Linked DNA regions of Gossypium hirsutum: region 2 is linked to region 1. A link is a contact called in public Hi-C data. All regions are on one chromosome and are shown on one strand. The core of a region is the stretch at or near the end of the contact, and the rest is flanking DNA. Distances in the headings are between cores, read along the strand shown. Region 1 holds the start of LOC107899882 (pectin acetylesterase 8). Region 2 has its middle 24 kb from the start of LOC107900701.

Region 1 (7,911 bases), core at 2,625-5,124:
GAATTAGAGAAATATATCGCATGCATCACTATCTGCAATGAGTGCATTTCCTTGCTATGAACAATAGATGACTTGAAGATTAAATTAAATTATTTTAATTATTATTTAATTGTTCGTAATTAAATAATTAAAGTTTGAAGTGGAAATTAAATTAATAAGTTGTTACAGTTTCATAGAACAAGTTAATTAAATTTATTTACTCATAGATTCTAATATGTTAAAGTCATCATGACTTTAATGGGATTAGAATTGGATTGAGAAAATAATTTAATGAAGTTAATTGAATTATTTATTTATTTGAATAAATAATATTTTGAGTATAGGAAAGTGTTTATTAGGTTGGATAAATTATATGAGTTGGTTTAAAGTCTAGATTACACATATAATTGTACCAAATAAATGAAAGGTCCGACGGAGCTCATTTATACATGATGGGTGGCAACCCTAGGTATCCCAAAAGGGGAATGCCGCCTACCCTAGTATACCCCAAGTGGGAGTGTGGTTTTTCTTGTAAAATATTATTATTTTGTCACACCTTGTTCATTTGAAACTTTTGTATTTTTCTCTATAAATAGAGACCATGAGCACCATATTGAGCGTGGTCACTCTACCGGAAAATAGAGAGATTTATTCGATCTAAATAAATTCTATTTTTAAGAAATTATTTCCAGTTTCTAACTCATAAAGAGACATTAATATTCCTAATTAATATTAATCAAAGTTTTTATTGTGTTTATCGATTCGTGAATAAAGCTCACACTCTAGCAAGTTGAAGTTGAGAATATTAGAGAAAATCGAGTGGTTGAAAGTCGATATTCGAATCAAACCGCTTATTCAATAGCACAAGTATGAATTTGGGAAGAATGTTTAGTGATATAAATATCACAAGTCTCAGGTTTTTAGAAAAAAATTAATTTTTCGTCATGGAACAAAATTATTTTCTAAATAGAATTTATCTAAGAGGTGAGTGGGAGCACTTTTGGTATCTTTGCCAAAAAAAAGTGAGAAAAGAGTAGCAACGAATGAAATGTTCATGCTGATTGTTGAATTTGGTGATGATTTATGGTTTATTTTGATGACTTTTATTGCTACTACTTTCATTGTTTTTGTTAGATACTAGATGATATATGTTCAACTTATTTGTCACGCATTATATCTCATGAATTACTTTGGAGAATGTCTATATGTTTGGTGGTCAATGTGATGAACAAATATATTGATAGAGGAGTGTATGATCGAGCATGGTTCTATCTTTTAAAGGGAGACATATTCTAGTTTCCTTTGACTTGTTTGGATTAAGTGCTAATCATTTCCTGTTGGTTTTGTCAAAATGCCAAAGGGAGAAATTGTTGGAAGTTTGGCTACTTTTCTTGTTCCACTTCATATTTGAACAACATATAGAACAATAGTTTTGGTGCAATCAAAGATTTTGTGTTTGCATATTTGACATTTTAACAAAATGGCTTATGATTTAATCTTGTTAAGTAGCAAATAAGGAAGTAATTTTGTGCTACAAACATGTGTTGATCATTATCTTTCAATCGACGACCTTGGAGAGAAATTAGAGGAGTTTGAACTTTTGTAAATACTCATCCTTATCCTTATCATTTAGAGTATTTGAAACTATTGAGGAGTTTGTTTATAAAGGCTTTTATGTTATAAATACTCAAGATAATTAATTGAATATTTTCAGTTTTTAAATGAGAGTTTAAAACTTATCAAAACACTGCCGTGGGACTCTTACATCAGCCTATAAATAGGTTGTTTGTGTCGCATAGTGTTGAGCAATTTTAGAGTGTCTTTTCTTTATTGCTTTGTTGAATATTTTTGGTTGTGTAGTTGGACACTCTTTGGGGAGATCACATTGATTGTAAGTGAGGTATTTGGTGTAAGTGAGGTATTTGGAAAAGTGATTTGTAACAATCTAAGTCATTGTTAGGGCTGCAATTATCCATTGTTGTAAGGATTGTTCAAGCTTTAGCCAATAGGTGATTCAGTTGGATTGTTGAATAAAATCATTCCCTGACCGAAATCCTACAAACGTAGGATTGTTGATCCGAATTGTGTTAAAAATATTGTGTGTTATTTCTCTCCTTACTTTACTTATTTGTGAATTTGTTCTGTCCCATTCTTTTTTCTAATAGAAGTTAGAACAAAATTGTCTTATACAACTACAAATTAAGTTATTTGTTCCAACAATAGTTCAAACATCAATGTTGGAACAAAGTGTAAACCGAAAGCTTCTTCAATATTTAATAAAATGCTTCTTTTTTTGTATGATCAAAGTATACTTCATGTCCGCTTTATGATCCAAGAAGATTAATCCTTTCAGAATTTGTGGTTGCTCCTTCCAATAATGTTGTCTCCAAGATTAAATTTTAGTTCTCCTTTTAGGAGTGTGATATGTCTTACTACTTTACCAAACACTTGTATAATTAATAAAATATTTTAATAATTTAATAAAATTTTTGATTAAATTAATATATTTATAAATTAAATACTAGATAGAGTCGAGGTTAGTTTCAATCATATCCATATCCACAACTAAAAATGATAGAGAGAAAGGTTATAGATGAGTGATTGGATTACATGTGGGAGATAATAATTATTGGATGTTGGAATCAATTTGGTGGCTCATCTAGTTTCTGAAAATTCTAGTATATTGCTTTTTTCATGTCTTTTCTTCTTTTCAATAAAAGGGTGCGTAAACGAAAGTGCAAAACAGCATGAAAATGGATGGTGGCGGTGGGTGTGGCTCATCCAACTTTGAATTGTTTTTACAAAAATATATAATCACCGTCAATCACGTGGCCTTTGAACTCTCAACTCTCCACTTATTATAGGTTGATGCTTGCCTGCAAATGCAACGCATCCACGAACTTTTAGATCCCCTCTTCAACGTATTATCATCTGCCACGTTTCTACTTTCCTATTCCAATCATGGTGGAAACAATTTTTTATTCCACCAAACAAGTAACAAACATCTTCTTTCTTTTTGATTTATATTCGGCACCAAGCATACCAATATAATATGCAATCATACTCTTTGAGCTATTATATATACATATACTACATAACGTTGCACCATGTTTTTTTAACTATAATTTTGGGTTTGAGAACGAAAGAGCTATCCAACATGGAAGTGCCATGCATAGATAGATAAAATGAAAATACATTTTATTAACAAGTCACCAGTTCTTACTTTCTGCTTTTCTCCTCTTCAAGCATCATGCAATTATGCCGACGCTAGAGTATTTCAGTATTTCTCATCTACTAACAAGGAATAAAAGCATCTTACTTTTCTTCTTTAGAATTTATATTAGATATGTTAACTCATTATTTAAATAAAAATCTCTTTAATTTATTTTTGAAATTTTTAATAATGTGTATGTCAATGCTTCAAAGATAAATTCATATTTTTGTATATGTTGCTATTACATAGTGAAATATTTTTTTCCGAACCCGTTTGTTGTTTCTAAACTATCACAACTCAAGTAATCGGTAATCAAATTACTCTCTTAAGATAATACTAATTGGTACACACATACTCTACAAGTTTAGTCACCCACTATATAGCTTACTAACTTGCACAAGATGGAAAGGTAGAATATCAACCAAAATAACACCTTCACTTACTAATTGAAGAAGTTGGAAATTTGATATATTGAAATTTATAGTATAAAATTAAGAACAAAGCTTAACTTAAATATTTCACCGGCGAAATTTCCTTTTTTTTTTTCGACAGATATATATTCTATTTAAGATGTATTAAAATAAAATTAAAATATTACCAAATGGTTAAAAGATGATTGCATTAATAATGGTAAAAACGTTATTTTCTCGTATTTGATTAAAATACGTAAAGGAGGTGTAATAGTGACGGATGTATGCTTTAAATTGTTAGTAGAAGAAACCCAAAGAATAAAAACTCTATAATTATATGTGGTGAAGAGACGAATGGCTGCGGAAAAAGAAAGCGAAAGCTTCAACGCATGAGCCGATCAGACTTTAAGGTTAGCTCTTCCTTCACTTCCATTCATTGTTTTTCTATTACCGCATGCAAATTGATGTTTAGTGGGTCTGCTTACATTCAACTTCAACCCCCACTTTTAACTAAAAAGTCTAATTCTACATAACTAAAATCAAGCTTTTCTCCCACCACCACACACCCCCATTAGAATTTTTTTATAAATTTCAAAAGTTGAAAAGACGAAAGAAAAAATAATATTTATTTTAAGTTTTTTTTTTTTAGACTCTTTGACAGTGGTGTTTTTAAGGGAATCAGTGTCGGCTCTCCTCTCAAGTTCTGTTCTGTCCTTTGCAGGAACAGGAGGGCCATTTTTTTTTTTGCTTGCATTAATGCAATACAACTAGCTTAGCTTAGCTACTACAACTACAAAGTGTTGCAAAAGACGCAAGTGTTACTTTCCCTTTTCACTCATAGAGGGAAAAAGAATCCCACTTTTAAAAAACGTTTTGTCTTAGATCTCGTCTTCCTCGTATTACCACCACTACTTTTTATGGTCTTCCTGTATTTGTATTGGTTTTTTAAAAACTCATTTCATCATTTCTGATTTGTTGGAACTGAAATGCTGTAACTGTGAAGGCAGACACAAAGACCCCAAGGCGGTTCCCTCCCAAGTCCCATCCTATTCTTCAGCTCTTTGATCCTTCTCCTCGTCTTCCCTCTGTTTCCACTTGCTGCAGGTACCACCTATATATAATTATAATATTGGTGTGCTCTGTTTCATGTTTATTGCTTTATAATTAGTTGCGTAATTCAATTCTGCCATTTCATTAAACGTTTAAGGTGCATAGATGTTGGATACTACAAGGTCCTGCCTATGGCTATGGCTACTTGTTTTGGGACTGCTGTTGTTCACAACAAACGCGGCTTACGTCCCAATTACCTATGTTCAAAGCGCTGTAGCAAAAGGAGCCGGTCAGTATTTTTCTTTTCTTCCTCTTTGGATTTCCATTGTTAGATTTCTTAATAATATGCTTAAATTGTGATGAAACTGTAGTTTGTTTGGACGGAAGCCCGCCAGCTTACCATTGGGACAAGGGATACGGAACCGGTATAAATAGTTGGCTAATTCAGCTTGAGGTTTGTCCCCCTTGTCGAAATCCATTTACATCATTAAACAGGATGTAATAATGTTCATGATGTTGGGGGTTGTTGACAATACTAATGGGATTGGTTTTGTTTTTCTGTTCCAAACTTCCTAATGTATTTACTGTCACTCACAGTAATTGCTCTTGCATTGGATTCCTAGGGAGGAGGATGGTGCAACAATGTCAGTAGTTGCCTCGTTCGTAAAAACACACATCTAGGTTCTTCGAAGAGAATGGTCAAGCAAATCCCTTTCTCTGGCATTCTGAACAACAAACGTATATTCAATCCAGGCACGAACTTTTTCTTTCTTATCTCTCTCTCCTTTTTTTCTCCTAATTTTTGTTTGGAAGCTGTTTAATGGATTTGATTTGGATTTGTAGACTTTTACAATTGGAACAGGATCAAAGTCAGGTATTGTGATGGATCATCGTTCACCGGCGATGTTGCAGCAGTCAATCCAGTAAGTTATGATGTTTCATCTTGGCAATGGCAGGACAACAAGTTCTTTTTACTTTTCTGGTCATAAAACTTATAGTCCAGGGTCAGGCATGCCACCGCCTTATAGAGGGCTGAATATGGTACTTATGGATCATTCATCAAATGAGACTCATGGTGCGACTTGAACTCTGATGCTTGCCAGGGTGCTAACTGAACCAACTCATATTCACACAGGACAAAAAGTTGTTATTTCCATATGTAGAATCCATTATACAAGTTTTCTTTGTATCTCTGCAATTTAATCAGTAAGCAATTTTTCATCAGGTTACTAATCTTCACTTCAGAGGTGCAAGCGTCTGGCTTGCTGTCATGGAGGATCTATTGAGCAAAGGAATGAGAAATGCTGAAAATGTAAGATTGTTTTGCCTTTCTTGTATCTTTTTATGTTTTTGAGCTAATGGTTTTTCCAATGAAATTACTCTGTGTAGGCTATTCTTTCGGGATGTTCAGCAGGTGGATTGGCATCGATATTGCATTGCGATAGCTTCCGAGCCCTCCTACCTATGGGTACTAAAGTAAAATGTATTTCAGATGCTGGTTATTTTATCAATACGTAAGCTCATTTATAGGACCTTCTGCCAAGAATCTTGTGTTGAAGTATACATGGTAGTTCACATATTCGTTTCATGCAAATACTTATTAATTCCTTTGTAAATGTTGTTTTGCAGGAGAGATGTGTCTGGAGGACATTATATTCAAACCTTCTTTGATCAATTAGTTGCGACACATGTACTCATTCTTTCCCTATCTCCTCATAGGTATAATATTTAATGCACTGTCAATGTATAAGTCTTACGCACAGTCTCACTTTTCTGAAGGGGTCTGCAAAGAATTTGCTTCCATCATGTACTTCGAGAATGAAACCTGGTTTAGTGAGTGCTTTCTGTTTCCTTACTAGTTTCACTCTTCACTGCAACTTTCAATATTCTGACCAATACTCAATCCACATTTCACAGTGTTTTTTCCCGCAATACATCGCACAACAAATACGAACACCTCTTTTCATCATCAATGCAGCATACGATTCATGGCAGGTTCGCTCATTTCCGCATTCGATTTAGTTATAAAATGATTGTACAAATCAAATACCGAAATAATTTGATTCCATTCAGATACGAAACATTTTGGCACCTGGCATTGCTGATCCCCATGGCCACTGGGAGAGCTGCAAGCTTGATATAAAGAACTGTTTGCCTAGCCAAATAAAAGTAATGCAAGGTGATTAAAACATTCCCCTCCTGTTTTAGACTCTGAATTCATTAAAGTTTTTATTAAGGGCATTTTGTTTGTGTGTGTGTTTCAGACTTCAGGTTACAATTCTTGGTTGCACTGCTTCGATTAGGCAAGTCTGCATCAAGAGGAATGTTTATAGACTCTTGCTTTGCCCATTGCCAAACTGAGATGCAAGAATTATGGTTTATGCAAGACTCCCCATTGTTGAATAAAACCGTAAGCAAACAAATGGCTGCCTTTTTATATATATAATATTACACTGATTGATATATGTTTGATTTTGAAATTGATTTGTGAGTGCAGAAAATTGGGAAGGCAGTAGGAGACTGGTTTTATGATAAGAAACCGTTCCAAAAGATAGATTGCGCTTATCCTTGCAACCCAACTTGCCACAACCGTGTTTACGATGATCCGCATGCACCCCATTCATAAACATATAATAGATATATAGTAGATTATACATTTTCTCAGCATGCAGTTCATATTCATACTATAATTACATACATACATACATACATATAGCGTAGAAGTATAATTTTTTTGGCTATATAGATTTAATATTCATCATTAATTCATCATTAAATGAAATTTAGCATTGGTCAATTCCTTTGAATAAGCAATGGCCACCACTGCACCAAACTTGTGTGCTGGGTTGGCTTCATTTGTCTATTGGATATTATTATTCTTAATAAATCAGTTTCTTTTTCTTTAATTTTTGTGTATTAAAATTTATTATAGTTGCCTGTGTATTATTTTTAAGGGTAAACTATACTTGTAGTCACCTAATTATTGGTATGTTTTTTGAGTCACCCAACTATGAAAAGTTACAAAATTGTCACTCAATTATTCAATTTTTTCTTTTACAATGGACATAATAGCAACTTTAACTCTCAACATTTGTACATGGTGTCAATTTAGTCTTGAATCTAAAAAATTTAATCCTCAACATTTACATATTGTATAACTAGTTTAAATACTTGTGCAATGCACAGGCCAATCGTTTGTATTAATTAAAATGCACTTAACTATTTTTATGAATCGGCTTCATTTTTTATAATGTTTCA
Region 2 (7,911 bases), core at 2,128-4,627, 130 kb after region 1:
CTCGCCACACTAGGATGCTTTGATATAAAGTCAAGTGCATCAATTTTGCTCAGGTCTTGAGTATACCAAACTTTCAAACGTGAAAATCCCTTGCATTGGCCAAAACAAGAATGTAAAATGCAAAAATTAAATCTTAAAAGGGATAAAGGAAGGCGAAAACAAATCACTGTTGATTCATTAGTTTACATAACCCTTCCGCCATTCCTTACGTGTCGCATCTTCTCACCATCGTTTCCAAAATACAGTTTAAGAACTTAACATAAATTTTAGGTGAACAGGAAACCTATGGTTAGGATAATGCTGAGGCTTTTGGACTTTTAGTAATTAAAGATATGCTTGATTGATTGAAAAAGTTGAATAATGATTAAAGAAAAGTGAAAAAGTAAAAAGAACGAAAAAACATTAATGTGTTTGGTATGCCAAAAAAAATTGAGAAGATAAAAAGGAAAGATATTTTTTTCCATACTATTGCATAAAAATAATTTAGAGATAAGGGGAGAGAAAATGGTTAAATATGCAATTTTTTAATTATACAATTCTTACTTTCTTAAAATTTTGGCCAGTTAAATTAGTTGAATATGCCAAAAAAGGTTAATTGATCAAATAGATCTTTTTAAATTTAGAAAAATAGATTTTTTTAAAGAGAGTGAAAACACATCCAACTATACGCTTTCTACATAGTTAGTGTGAAAGCGCACCTAACTAGACGAGCTTCCGTGCTGACATGTCAAGAAATGCGTGTCCGACTGAATGCGTTTTCTTTATAATTATCGAAAAACTCATCCAACTAAATGCGCTTTCACATTATCTCTCCAAAAATCAGCCTATTTTACCGATTAATGTTTTTTTTCCACATATGACTAATTTAACCTTTTCTTTCAATTCTATTTTTTTCTTCTTTTCTATCTAGTACATTAACCGAATTTTTTTTCTATCTTTTATTTCCCCCCCAATTGATAGAAAATGAAAAAAAAATTGAAATAAAAGAAAAACAGAAAGAGAGAGTATATATATATATCCACTGGTGAGCTTGTTTGGAAAGAAAAAAAAAATCTTTTTCCATCAATGGAGTTGAAAAATGAAAATTAAAAAGAAATACTTAATCATATAAATATGCACACTTAATTTACATTTCTCTCCTTTCCTTTTTTTTGTTTTTTTACTTTCCAATTTAAAATAATTTGCTTAAATCTCTAGGATGGAAAATATCATCCTTACTATTTTCTTTCTTCTCATTTTTCTTTTCTACCAAAGAGACGGAAGTTATATTTTCTTTTCACTTTTCAACTCTCCTCTTTCTAGCCTTCTACTTTTCCATTCTACTTTTCCACTCTACCAAACACACTTGGGGAGAAGCACATCAAAAAAACACAAACATTATATTGAAAATTTGACACCAAAATGATGATTAGATAAAGAGACAGATATGTTCAGTTGACAAATTTGGCAGCAACTGCATTGCCCTTCAGACATCGATTGACTTCATTGACAAAAGACTCTACCGGTGGATATCAACAGATGGGAAATAAAAGATAACAAAATATGTCAATGTATATACCAAGTAGGAACTATAGACCTGATGATAAGTCTAGAGAGAAGTTTCTTACAAACAATATAAACCTAGCACAAAAAAAGAAAATCAAAGACAGATCAACCAAGAAAAAAGGGATTTGGGGTTATTAATGCTGTTGCCAAAGATGTTCTCACATAGTGGAGACTATACAAAGAGTGCGAACAAGAAAATTGTTGCCATGAGGAATCACACAATCAGCACTTCAACTAGAAAAGACAAAGTTAATCCTCAATGAATTATTTCTACCATAATGCAACTTCGGAAGTCAATAAAATTATAACGGTATTATGAACACAGGACAAAACAGCACCAAAAAGAGAAGGATAGCCACACATGCAGTCCAGTGATGCAATCAATCAATCTCAGATGCTGATTAAAAAGTGAGCATGCAAATTCAACAAAATTCAGTATGTCTCAATATCTTACAAGGGAACCTTTGAGCCTTTAAATGAATTATAAACAACAAACCAGATGCAGCAAATTAGGAGCCAGAAATAAATAAATATAGACAGAGGTTTGAAAACGAGGAAGGAGTTGATACCAGACATCAGTTTAGACTCTACACGGACTAAATATGTTAACAAGAAACAAAATAAAGAAACTTAATTATCTTTTGGGCTAGAAAGTTGAAACTAATTTATCAAATACTGAATGAATATCTAGATTTACACTGACAACTGAGATTTATCCCCCCAAAAGGCTCCTAAGGATACCGTAAGTTGAGACAAAAAAGAAGGTAGAACTTAGAATCTATCTTTACGCTGAAAGAACCTCCAATAATCAAATAAACAAAATATTAGAACTTGTTAAAACAAGGACTAAACTTCTTTATTCTACTCATTCAGTGGAATAACAGGATTTATAAAGTTATGGGATTTGATTGCATCTCTTGTACGAAGCATTTGAGAAGTACGAAAACTACCCAAAACATAAGATTAAGATATCACAAAAAATGCTTGCACAAGTAACATTACGGTGTTACTATCCAATCAAAACCAATCATTACAAACACTAGATTGAATAATTATCTCAAATCTAACTAACTAACTAAAATAAATCTGCAGTGAACTCATAGGAGGTTACTCTTAATTAACAAGAAATAGGAATGGACTAATTCCAATGTATATTATCATAGTAATTCCTAGATTTAAACAAAACATTTACAATGAAGTAATGCATTTATTTTACTACAACAACGCCATAATTTTTTTAAACTAAGTGAAGTTTGAGCAATTAACAATTTTTTACATCCCTTTTCTTCTTGACGTTTGAATCGTCGAAAGAAAGATAACAAAAAAAAAACAATTTATATATTTAAAAAAAAATCCCAAATCTAATGATTCAGAAGCAAATCTGTAGTTTCCTTAATAATAAAACAAATCAATAGTCATAATAAATTTTTTTTTTTAAAAAAGCTACCAAAAACAAGCAAGAAGGAAAATAAAATCCCAACCTGCGATCTGAATCATAAGCCTAAAAGTGAACAAAAAGGAAAGATCCACGCAACCTTCACCGCGGTCTCCGATTCAGTTGATGCAAGGCGGGATCCGATTCGCGCTTCCTCCAATCACGCCCCGCCATCTGGCTTAAATCAAAATAAAATTCAATCCAATATTAAGGTACAGCCAATCAGTTCCCGACCTGCACCAAGCGAATTAGAGACCGCCAGTAACTGAATCAATCTCCAGCCCCTTTTCCCTTCACCGAAATGGTTGGTTTTGGGAAAAGGGCTCCTCCTTACCATCTATAACTATTACTGTTTCTATAACCCTATCGCTGAGCTTGATCTTCCCTTATTTGTCCGTTATTTATAATCCCAACAGACCAGTTCCTTCTCTCCACGTGTCCAACAGAGTCACTCCTGTTTTGTGAGCAAACAAGGGGAAAAAGTCCACCGTCTCCACTGCAAACTTGAAAAGCACAAAGCATGTGATTTTTTCAAAGTTTCTTATTTCAAAAGTTTTCGAATTTAAATAACACTACTAAACATGGAATTTACTTTCATTTATTATTTAAAGCTTAAGATTTTAAAAGTAAATTGGTAGTTGAATCTGATTAACTGATATTACTAAGCAAATTATCCAACTTTTTTCACTTTTTTTAATTTTAAGTAACAGAATATTTATTTGTTTGAGGAAATGGACTGAAAAAGAAAAACTTAAAAGGTAAAATAAATTTTTAATGAAAAGAACAGTGACGAAGTGGCTGTTAAAAGAGGCGTAGATAAAAGAGATGCCATTGATACAGTAAGAGCACGTGCGAGTGGTTTTACTATAATGGAATAAATTGAGAAATTGAACACATAAATTTAACGTGGAAAAACCTCTCTAAAGAGAAAAAAAACCACGGGCAAAGATGATTTTACTATAATGGCAAAAGCACGAAAAGTATAAAAGATGGAGATAAAAACTAAATCTCGAAAACCCGAAAACAAAAAACCCTTAAAACGTAAACACAAAATTCTCTAAATGTGTTATGAGTTCTAATCTCTAATTGGTGTATTTTCTAATGTTGTAAAAGAGCCTATTTATAGGCTAAATTCATAGGTCAAATAATAATGAAATAATCTAGACTAATCAGAGTTTGATTGAAATAAATAAACAGAGTTTAACTAAAAGATTATTTCTCAAATTTGACTGAAATAGGAGTCATACTCAACAAATCTCCACCTTAACTCATATTTCCACAATGCCATCTTTGCCAAAGCCCGCCACGGGCCTTTCTTTAACTATGTAAGGAATTAATTGAGTCGAATCTGTGTTTAGAAACTGGAAGACTTCTAGCCTTCGACTTGTACACTGTCAAATTAAAACTAACTCGAACCTGATTTTCATGAACACAATGCCCTAACTTTTCAAAACCTACATCCAAAAGAGAACCTCTATTCAACAAAACGATCATACCTTTTTCCCTCATATGACCAAGTTGCATCCACTCCAAACGAGTTGACTTTGACTTCGTAACGAACGAGAGACGTCTGATTTCACCGGTCACTATAGAACCTTCCAGAATATAAAGACTGCCGGTTCTTTTGCCTTTTAACAAAATGAGAGCTCCACGAGATACTTTAATGTCGCTTGACTCGATGTTGATTCTGCATCCTTTCAAGTCTAAAATACCCAATGAGATGAGATTCTTTCGTAAATCAGGTACATACCTGACATGTGAGAGTGTCCTAATCGTCCCATCATGTATATTAATTTTAACAGTATCAATACCAATTACCTTACAAGATGAATCGTTTCCCATGCGCATAACTCCCCTTCAACTGAACCGTATGTGGGGAACCATTCTCTATTAGGACACATGTGGAAAGAACATCCCGAATCTAGGATCCACTCGGGCATGAGCTTGGAGTTACCGCAAGAAATCATCACTGCTTTCATCGGCCAAATTAGCACTAGCTACATCTTCCTCGTTACTCTCAGCAGCTCTTTTATTTCGCAGTTTATAACAATCTGCTTTGACGTGACCTGACTTATTACAATAACGACACCTTTTGTCTCGTTTCTTTAATGCTACCAAAACGGAAGCTTGCCTATCTGCCTAGCTATCCAAACCAAACTCATTGTCGAGTTTGTCTTTACTCAACAAATGACCCTTCATATCTTCAAACGAGAGTTTGTCTCTGTCATAAATCAGGATCTCCTTAAAAGACTTGTATAAAGGGGGTCTTCATCGTCAATATGAACCTCAACGTTCTTTAAATCACTTAAAAGAGTAATGAATTTACTGATGTGATTTCTAAGAAGCTCACATTCGTTCATGCGAAACGTAAATAGACGTTGTTTCAACACTAAACGGTTAGCCAGGGACTTAGTTGCATAAAAAGTTTCTAACCTTTTCCACAAGGCGGATGAGGTCTTCTCTATCAATATGTCCTGCAATACCGCATTCGCGAGGTACAACTGGATTGCAGAAAAGGTCTTTTCATCAAACACTTCCCATTTTGTTTGATTTAGATTCTCAGGCTTTTTCCCGATAACAACCTTTTTCAAGCCGGTTTAAACTAGAATTGCCATCATCCGAACTTGCCATAGATTAAAATTTGTCTCACCATTGAACTTCTCAATTTCAAACCTTGTTGCTGCCATCTCTGAACGGGCTAATCTATAAAAATTAAACTAGCTCTGATACCACTTGTTGAGATTGACCTGATTAAGCAACAAGTAAAAAAATAGTAGAATAAATTGAGAAATTGAACACAAAAATTTAACGTGGAAAAACTCTTCCAAAGAGAATAAAAAACAACGGGCAAAAATAATTTTACTATAATGGCAAAAGATGGAGATAAAAACTAAACCCCAAAAACTCGAAAATAAAGAACCCTCAAAACGTAAACACAAAATTCTCTAAATGTATTATGAGTTCTAATCTCTAATGGATGTATTTTCTAATGTTGTAAAAGAGCCTATTTATAGGCTAAATTCATAGGTCAAATAATAATAAAATAATCTAGACTAATCAGAGTTTTATTGAAACAAATAAACAGAGTTTAACTGAAAGATTATTTCTCAAATTTGACTGAAATAGGAGTCATACTCAACAAGACGAATAATGGGAGCTTGCATACGAAGTTTATTTACTTTTAGAAAAGCTTGATAATTGTATGTATAACCTAATATGGTAATAAACTAGAATCCGATCGGTTTGATTTGATTCAATTTGACGAGGAAGGAATTTTTTTATTTATTTTGAAAATCAAGTTTTGATGTGATATAGATAGTTTTTTTTAATTAAAATTTTCAAGATTAAGTCTAGTTTCAACTTCACTCACCCAAAAATTTATATCTCATATATAAAATTTAATAAATAATATTTTTATAATAAAATATATTGTATTGTATTTATATTATTTATATATTGTCTAAAAATTACTATGGTCAATATATTGACTGTTAAGAAAAAAATAAATTAATAGTGGAAAGTTTAATTTACAATATATCAAATTTTTAATATTTTTACAAATGCTTCAATATATTAGTATTATATTTGAATTATTAAAATAATTAATATATTGTAATTATGTTAATTACTAGTTACTTTACATTGATTAAGTTAAAAATGTTTTAATTATGATTAAAATTTTTAATTATTATAAAATTAAAAATTTTAAATAATTTAATATATTTTAATTATACTCATCCATCCAAATAAAGAATATTAATTTAATGTTAATTATAGTAATTAAGAAATACAATATTTAACAAATTAATTAAAAATTAATTACACAAAATCACACATGACATTAGAAAGTAGTATAATATAAAAAATAAATATTCAAAATTAATAAAAATTATTTATTCAAATTCAAATGTTAAAATTTTAAATAAATTTAAATTTGATAAAAAGTCAAAATCCAAAATTATAAAAATTAAATGGAATAAAAAAAGGATCCCGGCTAATGTATAGGTGGGTTGGTCATTCTATTCATCCCTGGCTGGTCTACGTACGTACATTTGTTGAGGAACTGAATATGGGTATTTCCGTATTTGGAAGGAAAAAAAAGTAAATTATATCATTAGCTTTTTGTTTTCATCACTTAATTAAAAAAATTAAAGTTTGGTCATTAAAATATTCAAAAATTTTCATTTAAGTCATTGAACTATTTAAAAAATTTTATTTAAGCTACTTAGTTGTTAAGTTTTTTCTTTTAAAAGTTCCACTAGCGAGATCCAAGTAATGATTCAGCGATCGGTATGTGGATTAGTACTCATCGACAAGAAGGGGTGAGCGTTCAATCGAATCAAGTGAAATTCATTTCGAGTTAATGAGTTCTATTTTATCATCCCAACTCGATTTAAAATTTTTTCGAATTGAGTTGAGTGAAATGAAATTCGAGTCGAGTCGAATCAAGTGAATTTGTTCGAGTTAAATAAAAATTTTAGTATGATAAACTTGAATCATTAATTAACTTATTTAGGTCTCCAAAATTAAATTTTTAACTTTCTTTATGTATTCTTTAGAATTTTTTTAAAATATATAATTTTTTTAAAAAAATATAAATTTTGGAATTTTTCTAAATATTTTGAATTTTAAAAATTATTTTAAAATTTTGAAAATTATTTTGATTCTTTTTGTAATTTTTGTTGATAGGGAGACCAAATTACTCATTTTCAAAATTGACGGGAACCAAAAGGGTATTTACACCAATATGTTATTTAAATTATTGGAGTTATTTGATTTGTAAAATTCAACTCGACTCAAAACTTGAATAACTCGATTCGATTAACTCAAAATTCAGATTTTTTTTTCGATTTTTTCGACTCGAATCGAGTCTTGCTCACCTCTATGACAAGAGGAAGAACATACCTTAGATCAAAGTCGATTTGACAATC

What was found. A called contact is a pair of places that touch in the nucleus more often than the background predicts.
Region 2: a Hi-C map of leaf shows a contact between it and region 1, with 2.6 times the contacts expected there. The contact joins the enhancer-like site here to the promoter of LOC107899882 in region 1. A contact is called at or near these places in 5 of 34 Hi-C or Micro-C datasets (fibers and leaf).

Annotation. Positions count from the first base shown.
Region 1 is chrD08:54,315,423-54,323,333 of Gossypium_hirsutum_v2.1, forward strand. LOC107899882 (pectin acetylesterase 8) reads left to right here and starts at 3,875. Exons shown (of 14, transcript XM_041098410.1): 1 at 3,875-4,013; 2 at 4,607-4,707; 3 at 4,819-4,942; 4 at 5,025-5,107; 5 at 5,277-5,406; 6 at 5,497-5,576; 7 at 5,879-5,965; 8 at 6,043-6,167; 9 at 6,283-6,343; 10 at 6,433-6,486; 11 at 6,571-6,648; 12 at 6,727-6,832; 13 at 6,918-7,063; 14 at 7,151-7,552. The coding sequence starts at 4,819. The coding sequence ends at 7,279.
Region 2 is chrD08:54,448,929-54,456,839 of Gossypium_hirsutum_v2.1, forward strand. No RefSeq gene overlaps it. Among protein-coding and RNA genes, the nearest start is that of LOC107900701, 24 kb to the right of the region's middle. Within about 2 kb of position 3,378, at least 9 of the 9 cell types and tissues checked have an H3K27ac peak or open chromatin away from gene starts, as enhancers often do. A contact at or near this core is called in fibers and leaf, where this site is marked.